2 separate regions of the Cricetulus griseus genome follow, and region 2 is linked to region 1. A link is a contact called in public Micro-C data. All regions are on one chromosome and are shown on one strand. Each heading gives the region's core, a stretch centred on a gene start, on an enhancer-like site or on the middle of the called end of the contact. The rest is flanking DNA. Distances are from core to core; before and after follow the strand shown.

What was found. A called contact is a pair of places that touch in the nucleus more often than the background predicts.
Region 2: a contact with region 1 is called in a Micro-C map of the CHO-K1 cell line, with 5 times the contacts expected there. The contact joins the promoter of Snai2 here to the enhancer-like site in region 1. A contact is called at or near these places in 5 of 8 Hi-C or Micro-C datasets (the CHK-Q cell line, the CHO-K1 cell line, fibroblasts and 1 more).

Annotation. Positions count from the first base shown.
Region 1 is chr4:74,156,249-74,162,913 of CriGri-PICRH-1.0, reverse strand. No RefSeq gene overlaps it. Among named protein-coding and RNA genes, the nearest start is that of Ube2v2, 260 kb to the right of the region's middle. Within about 2 kb of position 3,478, at least 2 of the 6 cell types and tissues checked have open chromatin away from gene starts, as enhancers often do. A contact at or near this core is called in the CHO-K1 cell line, where this site is marked.
Region 2 is chr4:74,748,665-74,755,329 of CriGri-PICRH-1.0, reverse strand. Snai2 (zinc finger protein SNAI2) reads left to right here and starts at 2,379. Exons shown (of 3, transcript XM_035444768.1): 1 at 2,379-2,865; 2 at 3,500-4,045; 3 at 5,784-6,665. The coding sequence starts at 2,787. The coding sequence ends at 5,872. It overlaps LOC100772567 (vomeronasal type-2 receptor 116-like), which reads left to right. Exons shown (of 9, transcript XM_027413392.1): 9 at 2,111-2,468. The coding sequence ends at 2,468.

The sequences.
Region 1 (6,665 bases), core at 2,229-4,728:
AAACAAAAATGATGAATATGTGTGATATAACATGTTAATTGGTTTAATTTAGTCATGCCATTGTGAACATACTGTATTGTGTATCATAATTGTGCATGACTTTATTTATGAGCTAAATAAATGAATGAAAAAAAAGAAGTACATTAAGGCCAGATGGAGCTGGACCTAGACTTCCTGGCTCCTGGATCTAGGGGCCTGGATGCTCAACTTTAACTGAAGGATCTGACCTCCCTTTCCCCAGCTAGAACACCACAGCAATGAATACAGACTATGTCAAGTCATATGGTAAGTGAAAGTTCTGAGATCTTCACACACACACACACACACACACACACACACACACACACACACACACACAATCATCTTGTAAAAAGTTTTGTTATCCCCAATAGGAAAATCTGCAGACTCTAGTTACTCTAGCTCTGCCCATTTGAAAGGACGGTGGAAATTTTCCTGGACACTGGAGTGTTGGCCATATACAAACTGGCCAGAGCCAAGTCCTCATTAAAATTTACACTCAAATGTTCATGCTAACAAGGAAGGTGAATTGTAAACCAAATGTATCCAAGTAAAAACCTATGCGAAATGCCAAATCATCACTTTTGAACTTCATGGTGCATTGTAAAATGATTTTCAAAATGTTTGAGATCATAGCATTTTATTTGTTGACATTCTTTTTTTCTTTCCTTTCCTTTTTATGTTTTTTTTTTGGGGGGACAGGGTTTCTCTGTTTAGCCCTGCTGTCCTGGAACTCTCTCTGTAGACCAGGCTGGCCTTGAACTCACAGAGATCTGCCTGGGATTTAAGGCTCTTACCTCCACTGCCAGCCTATGTTGACATTTTTTTTTTTTTTTTGGTTTTTTCCAGACAGGGTTTCTTTGTGTAGCTTTGGAGCCTATCCTGGCACTCGATCTGGAGATCAGGCTGGCCTCGAACTCACAGAGATCCGCCTGCCTCTGCCTCCCGAGTGCTGGGATTAAAGGCATGTGCCACCAATGCCCGGCTATGTTGACATTTTTAATAGGACAGAAAGAGCAGAAAGTGGAGAATGTGTTGGGGAAAGGTTCGAAAATGTGTGTTTTGCCCAGAACTGCTCACAAATGGGCCCGAGTAGTCAGCATTCATGAACCATGACTACAGGACTAGAAGACGACTCTGAAGAGCATGGTCATTTGAATCACATGGTACATTTCATGTCTGTTTTACTCTGCAGAAGCATGACACCTAAGTAGAAAGGCTGACTGCTTAAGGAAGGACCATTCTCACACAGTGAACATGGCAAATATTGCAATAGGCAGCAACTGCAGAGAAGCCCCTAAATCTATGAGCTAGTGCATTCTTAGACTATCAGTAAGGATAGCCTTTCCTGAAGCTAACCCTTCTCTTCCTCTCTCATCTAGGTTGCCCTAGGAAGATATTTCTGCAAAGGAAATTCTGCTCATTTCCATGGGATAAATGTTCCCATCATAGTTGATTTTGAGCCAGCAGTGGTGTGATGACTAGGTGGCAAAGCTCCCGTTTGCTTAACAATTGAATTCCCTCTTGAGACAAATCCAGTGGACACAACACTGGGCTATGTCTTGTACATTCAACCCAAATATACTCAACAACTGACCGCTACTTCTCATCTCTCCTGACGCCTCCCATGCTTAGTCCCCACAATCTCTCACCCATATCCTTGCAACTGCCTCCTTATCAGCCTCCTACAGAAACCATTCTAGCTACCCATGGCTCGGTAACCTCTGCTAGACTGACAGCTACAGTACTTTCACTGAGGGCCTGCTCACTGAGGGATGGGTTCACCATCTGACCCACCTCTGCATTCGCTCTGGTCACTCTGTCACCACACCACCTCCTCAATGTTCCTACCTCTCGCTCTACAGCATGGCTACTGTCACCTACCATCTCTGACACTGCTTCTTTATAGTCCCCATGTATTGGCTCCCAGCTTAGCCTCCTGTTAGAGCTCCATGAGTGTGCCATCCAATATAACCATCCCCCTCCTTTCTTCACTCCCCCCTATGGAATGCACACATTGCACCATCAATGATATTATTTTGTGTCTCTTCCCACTAACTGTTTCTTCCTTTACCTTATGATTTTTATCTACTATGTTCACTGGTGTATCCCTACCCTAAAACAGTATTAGGTGTTATATTTAGTGAGTGAATAAAACCCAGAGCTAGTTTGAGTAAGTAATACCCAGTAGTACCTGCCTTTTCTCTTAAGTGCTCCCTACTTTGTCTTGTTTTGTGAGAATGGGTCTGGCAGGCCTAGAATTTGCTACTTAGACAAGGCTGGCCTCAAATTCACAGAGATCAATCTGCCTTTGCCACAGGAGTGCTTTAGACAGTACAATATTCTCTCTGGCCCACTGAGTACCATCTTAGACAAGGCACATGTACTAGCTATAGAACATCACTTGGATCCTGTCATCCGGGTAATTCCTTCAAGTAGAAGCAGAAAGATTGAAATATGTCCAAATGTGTCCATAGAATTCCCGTTCATTCACCGATCATGTTAATTCCAACTCGGCCAGTAGGAGAAAATGGCTACCCAACTTTACCAAAAAGACTAACTCCAAGGGAAACAGCCAGGAGCCCTCAATAAGAGGCTTACAGGCTTCCTTCCCCAGAATTCATAATAGCACATCAATCAACAGGCCTCTTGGAGACTCAAGGAGTCTCCTCATTCACTAGTGCTCTGGAACTCAGCACTCTTATGGCCGTTCTCTGTTCTCAGTCTTGATTGTAGCAGGACTTTACACACGAATTCATGCAGGTCATTATCCCCTCTACCCAAACCACCGTTTTCAATAGGAGTGGCAGATGAACTTCATTACACAAAATAGAAATGATATTAAAATTGTGGGATACTGTAGAAAGTAATTTAACGAAAAAATACAAAACCATTGTCAGAAAAATAAAAGCAAGCTCCGGTGATGTCAACTGCGGGCCCCTTAGGAAAAACCCTCTTCCAGAGGACAGCGTTTCCAAATACTGGGTCCTCCTGGGTGTGACTCCTCTGAGAAGCTTTTGTGGGCCACAAGCCTCCGGCAGTTGGGCTGCATTAGCTACGGATTATGAGACCTCTCTGCAGGCCCCACCCCTGCACTGGTCCCTGGGAACCTGGCTGGTTTCCGGATCCACAGCCTGCGTGGAGCCCCACCCAGGAAATGGGATCAATTTGGTTTGTCTTCGAGGGCCGCTGCACTCGGCCGCTCTGTTCTCACTGTGGGCACGGAATCCATGTGCATGGTAATGCTCTGGCATTCCTCTTCCTTGACTGCGAAGTGCAAACCGGCAGCTCGGCATCGCAAGAGTCACGTTTGACCAAGTGGGCCTTGAGAGCACTCTGTGTCCTTTGTTGGCCTAACCGGCGAACGTGAGACCCGCCACGCCTTGTTACCCACTCTGGCACAGCGTCTCTTTTGTGCTGTATGCTCCTGCACAGTGCTACTTGTGGGCTGTCCTAGCTCATGGAAACGCTTTCGGTCTCTGAGCTGTCAGCTGGACAGATGTGGGCCGACTGGCAGCAGTGACATCTAGTGGCTCCAGAAGGTATCTTAAACTAAGAAATGTATTCCCCTCCCCTTCCTCCAACTCTGCAGGGATTAGAAATTTAGAGCACCCTAGTGTGACCCCAGACAAGGAGATGTTTCCAAGACTTTTTTTAAAAAAAGAGACCGATTGGTCTCATCAGCACTTTCGCAGGCACGTGAGTCGGACAGAATAGAGGAAGGAACTGGTTGTTACTGAGTAGCCCGCAGTCATCCACACTGAGGTCTTCATTCTCAGGTGCAGGTGCTGTAGTCTGTAATTTAGATAGTTCCCTCCTACACTGGCTGATGCTCCCAAACGCAATTACAGTGCTCAGGAATCCAGCCGAGATAAGGAGAGTGTACTTTACACAGTTGCAGTACTGAATTAACATGTAGGAGTCAACTTGGAGCCCTATGTGCACAGCTTCTCAGAATCTGTGCCCAAAGAGATTGAAAATTTGGGTTTAGTTATATTTGTCCAGTTATTGGGTGAAGAATTGTTCATCTGTCTCCATACGGAGAATAGTCACTAGAAAACTTAAAGCTCAAACAAATAAGCATCAAGAAACACAGAAACATCATTTCTGAAGTGCCAGCTCACCAATTGGACGTGTGTGTATTTGGCATAGTAAAACCAGCACAATTTACCCAGCATAATTCGAAACCCTCTTGCCAAAGGGTACTGCCACAGGGAAGGCTTACATACAAGCTGACCCCTGTGCTTGAACATAGTGTTTTGATGCAAAGTTCTTTGGGTCTTGGTTTTGAGGGATGTTGGTGTTACAAGTATGAAAGCAGGTGAGTGGGACTTTCATTCTCTCCCTCATTCTGAAACTATAAATCTTAGTCATGAGAATAATAGCAATGGGGCACTTCACATGATTTAATAATGAGTATAATGAGAATCTACTTTTATTTAAGGGAGAAAAAAAAAGACAAAACCTAGATACCCTGTCTGAATGAAGAAAAGACCAAAAAGGGTTCTGTTTTTGGTGCTTCCAACATGGAACACACTTTCAGATTGTTAGTTTCTCCCTCTGATGACCTCGGCTCAGTTCCCTGCACTCTCATCCAGCTGGTTGTTTATGGGAACCACCTAGTAGGTTAGCTATCAGCCCTGTGGGTCAAGTGTGCCCCACACTGAGTCCCAGCAAGAACAGGGTGTGCCTGTAATCAATGGGACCTCAGAATCCTCGAATAAGTAAGCAAAGACCTAAGCCCAGAGGAGAGAATGTTGCAGTCAAGACTTCCTAACCATTAGCATTTCAGCCAAAGTAATTTTAAAAAGCTTTTACTAAAGCAGACAGAAAGTGTCTCATTTGTACGTCCTGCTCAGGTGTGGGGTTAGCCGAACAGGACACAAAAGATGCTGTAAGATGGGAGTCACATAGAAATCCCTTCAGTGGCAATTCCATTGCCTCCCCTATCTACAGGAGCCTGAATTGGTGGTCCTGAACACTCTCCTCCCATGGCCAGCAGCCAGAATGGATTATCATCATCTTGGGGAGCTAGGGCATTATCATGTTGCTAAGAAGAGTTGTATTTGCATAGCAGTGTGCAGAAACCACAGCACTTGGCCTTACCCTGATGAAGCCCCTAGGGCTGAGAAATTCCTGCTTGTGTGTTGTTTTTTTTTTTTTCTCCTAACTGTAAAAACAGAACATAGACCGCAGGTCATTTCAGGGAAATAGAGAACTGAATAGAAGTAAATTCCATAACTCATACCTCAAAGATCAGCACCCACAGAAGCCCCAGGGCTGTGAGGGATCAAGTCTCCCCCTACAGAAAAGTTAGAACTATCCCCCTTCACATACCCAATCCACACTCATAATACACACACACACACACACACACACACACACACACACACACACACACACACAGAGACACGCAAACGGTGTTCTGGAACATCATTATGGGAATGACTCAGAAGAAAGATGTGCTACTCAGTGAATCCCAGCAGAGCTCAGCTTTTCCTGGGAGGTCTTCTTAGGAAGGACAGTCCAAGCCTTCCCCCTGAAGCTAATGAGGTCATCTCCCTGGGCAAGGTATGGATAGGCTCCTTAGGCTCTGTCTGAAACAGGAATGGCTCCTCTCTTCCTGCCTCCAGGCTGTATTGGCTGCACTGGCTGTTTCCTTTCCTCTACCCAGAAACCCCTTCTCTCTCTACCAGCGAAACCCCATTCTGCCAAGACCCAGGTGTCTACTACCTAAGTCGTAAGGTTCTTTGTTATGGTGTAAGTTTCACTCCCAAAGAGTCTGGAATGCTATGGTGGAAGTTCTACCCAAGCCTCCCTCCCCCAGAGATACTCAAGACCACTCCCACAGGTTGTTTAAACTGCACCCCCGCCCCAAAAATAGATGTGTGATTTTCCAGTCTTTTCTAGTCTCTGTTTCCCATCTCCTCTCTGGGGAGTTGGCAAGCCATAAGGGAGAGTTGTATCCATTAACATGGGCTTTTCCTAATTCAGTTTGATTTGGTCTGACTTGGATTGCTGCACTAGTGGAGAGGCTTTTTGGGATGCAGAAACTTTTCATTCTTGAAGGCTGGTTTTACTTCCACTTGAAGAAACTGCCTTTATCTTGTTGACTCTTCAAGTGAAAAAACAAAGAAACAAACAAAGAAACAGTTTTAGTGCTGTTTGAAAAGCCCTAGCTCACATCAAACTCTGTCTGAACAGGAAAAGGGAAAGAAAAGGTTCAGTTTTCCTAAACTCAGAGGTCAAAATGCCCCAACCTAGGCAAATGTATCTCTTAAGGGCAAGTTCTCTTCCTGTTACAGAGAATTTTCTGGGCCTCAGGCCAGGCTCTAGGGCCAGCTCAGAGTTCATAGGTCTGGGGTTGACCTAGAACAGGACACAAAAGATGCTCTATGGTGGTCACCCTGACCCTTGGCAGGGCACTTCATGTTGTCTTCTCTGGAGGAGTCTTCTGGTTGAAGGATCCTTGGAAGCAGGAGACCAAGGCTGTCAGAGGGAATGAAGCAACCTGACTTGAGAGCTCATGTACTAGTTGGAGAGTGACTCAATAACAAGCAAACAGAAAGAGCAAAACACAATTTCAGATTGGGATAGGCCATCATGAAAACAAGCACATTTTTTTCACATTAGCATTTGGTCAACGA
Region 2 (6,665 bases), core at 1,130-3,629, 590 kb before region 1:
GGAATCCCTAGAGCCTTTCAGGAAAGATCCAAGCCATCCTGGTCAGTTTGCCCAGAAAGTAGAGGAAATTGGAGAATGAGAAAATGAGATGAACTTTCTTGAGTCCCATCATACCCAGGAATCAGTTCCATTCAAAATAGGTCAAGATTACCTTCCAGTGGGCTTAAGCCTGCAAAAGAGTTATGAGGTCCACTACAAAAGATCATTACATTTTACAGTCTAAGGTTGAGCTTCCTTAACTTACCTGGTATCTCTAGCTTCCCTTGGTTGTGGTTCTCCACAAGAAGTATCTATCTCATAAGTGGCTTCTCTAAGCTGCCTAATTAAGGATCAACAGTTTCTCTCCTGCCTAGGTCTAATTCCTTGCATTAGCAAAGGCTACTTGCCACTAACACATTCTCTCTCTCTCTCTCTCTCTCTCTCTCTTTCATCTCTCTCTCTTTCATCTCTCTCTCTCTCCTTTTATATGAATTCAGAACGAAATATTTAAAATATTGTGATGCTGTCTAAGCAAAACAAAATCTTTCAGTCAGTGACCAAAGCCATCACCCTCACCCATAGAAGCCCAGTATCTGTCTGCAGGGAGAAAAATCAGTTCTGTGATACTAGAATCCTCACAGCTACAGCTGGCCTTCCATCCTTGCTTTTTTTTTTTTTTAACTACATCAGGTTAACTAACACTAATTGTCCACTACTGCACCTGAGCAGAGCACCCATTTAATGTGATTTATGTCATCATCAGCCCATGGACTCTCCCCTGCTGACAAGTGGAACAGACCTCACCCGTTTAGCTCAAACCTGGCTCTATGGTGTAGCTAACCTTAAGCAGAGTTTGAAGTTCACAGGCTCTTTACAGGAATAAGGATATGAACATTTGCTGTCAACAGTAACTCAGGCCCCAGGCCTAGGTCACTGGGCATAAAGCTTGGCTGCTTTGTGCATTTGTGGTTCTAATTCAAGGGTTTTTGTTTTGTTTTTTTTCTTTTCTTGTTTGCTTTTGTTTTTCAACCACAATGAATTACTACTAAATTTTTAAATAGATATCAAGAACTCATTTTAGCAGGTTATCTTGTGTGTTATAATTACTTGTAAATAAATACTTAAATATCCTTTCACATTCCCAGTTGTCCTGTGGTTTTGTGCTCTCTCAATGATATTAGATCTCTAACAAACCATGTGTTTTGCTAGAAATTAGGTGGCAAGGGAAAGAAGATTTCTTGCTCTATAAAGCAGGTGACTGAATATAAACAAACCCACTAAGAAGACGACAATTCAAACTCCAGCTCTGATCCGCCTGGGGGAAAATCTAATGGATTTTGGTGTTTTCCTGTCTCCTGAAGATTCAGTTTCCTTCATATAAGGATTCATACAAACTCCTTTGTGTGTTTGACATTTAAATCAGTGCCTGTTGGAAGGAGAAAGGGAATCGTTGAAATTAGCCCAGGAAGTCTGCGTGTTTCCTTTTCCCTCACCCACACACTCCTGTTTTCTCATCCTCAGATTAAGAAGTTATGCTGCCTGACAATGCACTTTTCTCTTACAAGTCTCGACACCATCGGTGCTATTCTCTTTTATCTATTTTCTTCCAGCACCTGTTAGAAAAAAAAGTCAGTAGTCTTCGGGGGGGCGTTATTTCTATGGTTTTGTTGGGAAGGGAAGGGATAACACTGAAATTAACAAGAGTTGTCTACGGATATGGCGAAAACTGCTGTTTTAAAATGAGTCACATCGGAGCATTTTTTTAGACCTATCCCTGTATTCAAATGCAAGTGATTGGCTGACTACTGGACTGTCTAAGCTGTCAGTCAAGTAGCTGGCAAAGTAACCCTTTTGCATCTTTTACTTAAAACCAGGAAAGTGGCGGGGATCAGGGGTCGGGAGGGGTGTTGAAAACTCCTACCAAAGAAAACACCACTAAATTAAAACAAATACTTTTAAAGAAATGTCTGTAGAGATTCACATTTTTTTTTCTTTTACTAAAGCACCATGTGTCTTAAAGGGAGGAAGTCTTGTTCACATGTCTTCATGAGAGATTTCCGTGCTTCTTCCAGAGCTTGCCTATTGTGGGAGTCTGCCCAAGCCTTCCCTTTTAATCATTGCTCTCTTCCAGTTCCTGGGATAGGCTGCTAGGCATTCCTTTCAAGCGGCTAACGCAAGACCAGCGAGTTAACTTTTCGGTGCGCGGTCCTAGAGCTGGCCAGACCTGCCTCAGCGGGCTGATGGGCGCCTTAACCTCCCTTGTACAAAAAATCGGGGCCATCATGGGTCCGTGTGCAAATAAACCCCCTCGAAGTGCTACTTCCAAATATAGGCTCTCCGGTCACCAAAGGCTCCACGGTCCCGTGGGCGGCCCTTACTTCCCGCCCACCCCGCGCCCGACAAGGCCCACATCTGGAAGCCAAGTCGTTCGCGGTCTGCTCGCCGGAACGCCTTCCCGCAATGCTCAAGAACTGAAATTTCCTCTTTGAAAACATTTAATGTATTTTGAGCCTCCACTGAAATGCCTTGAATAGCCCACTTTCAACCAGAATTTAGTCTGACAACAGATTCTTCCTCTGTTCACAGCTGTCCCAGAAGGAGGAGCTGAAATCCGAACCTCTCAGCTGTGATTGGATGCTTCTAGTAAAAACCAGGGAGAAAACCCCACCCAGCCCTGAAGAGCTCAGTCGGGCAGGGAGCCGGGTGACTTCAGAGGCGCCCGCTTGTCCCACGCCGCACCTGAGCCGCCGCGATGCTGTAGGACCGCCGCCTGGACCGTTATCCGCCCGCGCCCGCCTGCCGCCACCATGCCGCGTTCCTTCCTGGTCAAGAAACATTTCAACGCCTCCAAGAAGCCCAACTACAGCGAACTGGACACACACACAGGTAAAAATACGCTCTGCAAATCTGCGCGATTGAACCGCGGTTCCACGGCTTTACTCTGCACACATTGGGCTGCTTTCCTTTAAATGTTGTCCTGAAACAGTGCTTTCAGTCTCTGGATCACTTAGAGTAAGTTTTAATTCAAATCTTTTGAGCGTTTTCCTTACAAGGAAAGCCTCCTTCCGGTAGTGCGGTGTGGTTCTCACTGTATAATGAGTGCTCTGCAATGAGCACACCCTTCCCCCGAGGCTGAGCTGTTACCTTGGGGAGCCAGGAACTGCAAAGCAGCTGGATTCCTGCATGCCATTGCCCCCACAGTAGAAGAGCCCATGCATGAAATGGAAAGCAACTCTACAGAAAGTTTTACAATCGTGTCTAGCTCTTCTTTATAAATGAGTACTGTAAGGCTCGTCCAGAATCCCCGATAGGAAGAGCCAGGGTAACTGTCAGCTTGCACAAGGACATTAAGCCCGGATGAAAGGAATGTTTCGTCATTCTGTGTATCCTTGTGAGGGAGTCTGTCTTCACTATGGAGTCTTGTGTGTATTGTTATGTGCTGTCTCAGACGGTGTACGTGTATTTTAAAAAGTATTTTTGCCTTAATTTTCTCTCCTTTTTCTCAATTTCTTTCTCCTAGTGATCATTTCCCCGTACCTCTATGAGAGCTACCCCATGCCTGTCATACCAAAACCAGAGATCCTCAGCTCAGGAGCATACAGCCCTATTACTGTGTGGACATCGGCAGCTCCATTCCACTCCCCTCTGCCCAGTGGCCTTTCTCCTCTTGCTGGATACTCCTCACCCTTGGGGCGAGTAAGCCCCCCTCCTCCATCTGATACTTCATCCAAGGACCACAGTGGTTCAGAGAGTCCCATTAGTGATGAAGAGGAAAGACTGCAAGCCAAGCTCTCAGACCCCCATGCCATTGAAGCTGAGAAGTTTCAGTGCAATTTGTGTAATAAGACCTACTCTACTTTCTCTGGGCTGGCCAAACATAAGCAGCTGCATTGTGATGCCCAGTCTAGGAAATCTTTCAGCTGCAAGTACTGTGACAAGGAATATGTGAGCCTGGGTGCCCTTAAGATGCACATTCGGACCCACACATTGCCTTGTGTCTGCAAGATCTGTGGCAAGGCTTTCTCCAGACCCTGGCTGCTTCAAGGACACATTAGAACTCACACAGGTAAGAGGAATATGTAGCAAACAATGCCTCTCAGCTCAAACAATTGTGTGTTGGGGCTGTCTGTGGGGTGCCTTGACATAGTGACAGGGGGTGCTTTTCATGAGGTGAACCACTGGTAGCTGCTTCCTGGCTGTTCAAAAGCTTGTTAGAGTAGCAGGTACTCCATTCCTTGCTAACAGCTTCGGCTCCTGAAACTGTAAACAGCATTTAGACTTTGGAAAGTACATGTAGAGGTTTGGTCTCAAAGATCAGTTAGAAAGCAGGAGTGAGGCACTGGATGTGTATTCTGCAGAACTGCCTCCGGTAGTCAGCAAATACAAATGCCTGGATCCTAGTGTTGATTGGATAAACAATCAGAGGGGTTTCCCATAGTTTTTTGGCTCTGTCTACACTGTGAAATGTGTCAACTCTTGACTCATTAAGTAGTAGATGGAACTCAATTTGATCTAGTTTTTTGATTTGCTTTTTGTTTTGGGTTTGTTGTAGTTGTTGTTTCTTGCTGCTGAATTTTTTTAAAATTCTTATCACAAAAGCATATGAGGGGAGTCTTGGCATTAATAGAGCCATGGTCGTCACACAGAAAGAGGAGAAATACTGGGAAGGTGGGAATATAGTCATCATACCTGCACCTGTTGAAGCAGAAACCCTGATCAAGAGAAAGCCCTTTAACTCTGAATTACGTCTGCATGTCTGGCAGAAATAAAGCTATTTGGTTGGTATTTTTTAAGGAAATTTTGGTTTTAAAGGCCTGATAGGAATATAGCTGCCTAACACAGGGGAGGGAAGGGTATAATCAGGCTAGGCCAATTCTCATTCTTTTGATAAAATACTGTTGATATTCATTAATGTTATTTGACTTTGTGGCCATAAAAACACTGACTGTAATTTTTTTCCCTTACCTCCACAAACCAGGGGAAAAGCCTTTCTCTTGCCCTCATTGCAACAGAGCTTTTGCAGACAGGTCAAACCTGAGGGCACATCTGCAGACCCACTCTGATGTAAAGAAATACCAGTGCAAAAACTGCTCCAAAACCTTCTCCAGAATGTCTCTTCTGCACAAGCATGAGGAGTCTGGCTGCTGTGTGGCACACTGAATGGTGCAACCAGTGTTTACTCGAACAGAATGCATTTCTTCACTCCAATGCCAAATGCCAAATGAAAGTCCAAAGCCATTTTCTCTTGTGCTTACCTACCAAATATGTATAGATACACACAAGAGCGACACACACACACACACACACACACACACACACACACACAAAACTATAGGACCGAATCTATTTGCTTAAAAATTAATCCTTTCTATGTGAAGTTTAAAATTATATTTACTGACAGCTAGATTGAAAGACGAAAAGACAAGAACCTTTCTCTTTAAACATGAAGTGAAAAGCACATCGCATCTTTTCTTACTAAGAAAGAATGCAGAGATTTACAATGCTGCCAAACCATTTCAACTAAAAGGAACAGTATTGCTTCGTGATAGAGTTGTAATAGTATTTCCAAGAGGAAGAGAGTTTGCCAGATGCTATCTCAGGTGCCTTATAAAGTACTCCAAGTTTACTTCCTTACATGTCGGATGTCTGGTTGTCATCGATGAATGAAAAAGCCTTTTCTGGATTGCCTACAATGCTTTAAACCATATCGTTACAAGAAAAAATATGAGAAAAAGAACAAAACGCAAGAGAATGTATTAAAATATTCTTGTTTTGTTTCATTTTTGCCATGTGTGCCTTGGAAGAGGAGGGAAGGACAATCTTCAAACATTCCTGGTGCGTGTGCCATGTCTTACTCTTTAAAAGAATCTTAGTGATTTATACGACAATTTAATGAATAAGACAATGTAATGCAAGAGAGCATCTTAGACATTTAGTAACGTACTTAGACTTTTGAAAATGCGTATGATGGATGCAATAATACTATGCCCCTCCAAGTGCCTGTTTTAATGAATTGTGTAGTTGATGCAAATTGTGTTTATTTTTATATGACTGAGTGGACTCTGTATGAAAGTGAGGTGTGGTCTGTAACTGGGCCTATATACAACCTGAATACTTGTGAAATCAATGTTCCTTTTTTAAAAAGTAATTTTCATGGTCTCTTTTTTACAATAAACATTTTTGGTGTAAAATCCGCTGCTCATATACTATTTTCAAAACCTTCATTTGTTTTAACATCGAATAATATACTGAAATTTATTTTTTGTGCTAAGAAAAAACATAAATGGTATTTTATACATAAAAGTACTAATTTATGATAAACTGCCTTTTTTAACTCTGAAAGTGATATCACATTCAGAGAAGATAACGTGATAGTAGCTTATCAAGCTTCTGGGACAACAAATGGTCATGTTAATAGTAATAAACACTTTTCAAAATATTCTGATGTTAATTTTATTGACCTTATGAAAATAAATTATAATCATTTATGTCTTTTCATATGCCATTGGAATAGTTAGAGTTTTTTAAAGGAAATATTATTTAATGAGATAAGAGAGGGAATCATAAAAAAGCCTACATGAAAGAAATAGTAATCGTAAGTAATACTCATTTGAAAAATTAAACCGTGTAAACAAAAGCTCATTGGTGGTGATGTAGGTAATATGTATGATGGCCTTAGGGTTAAA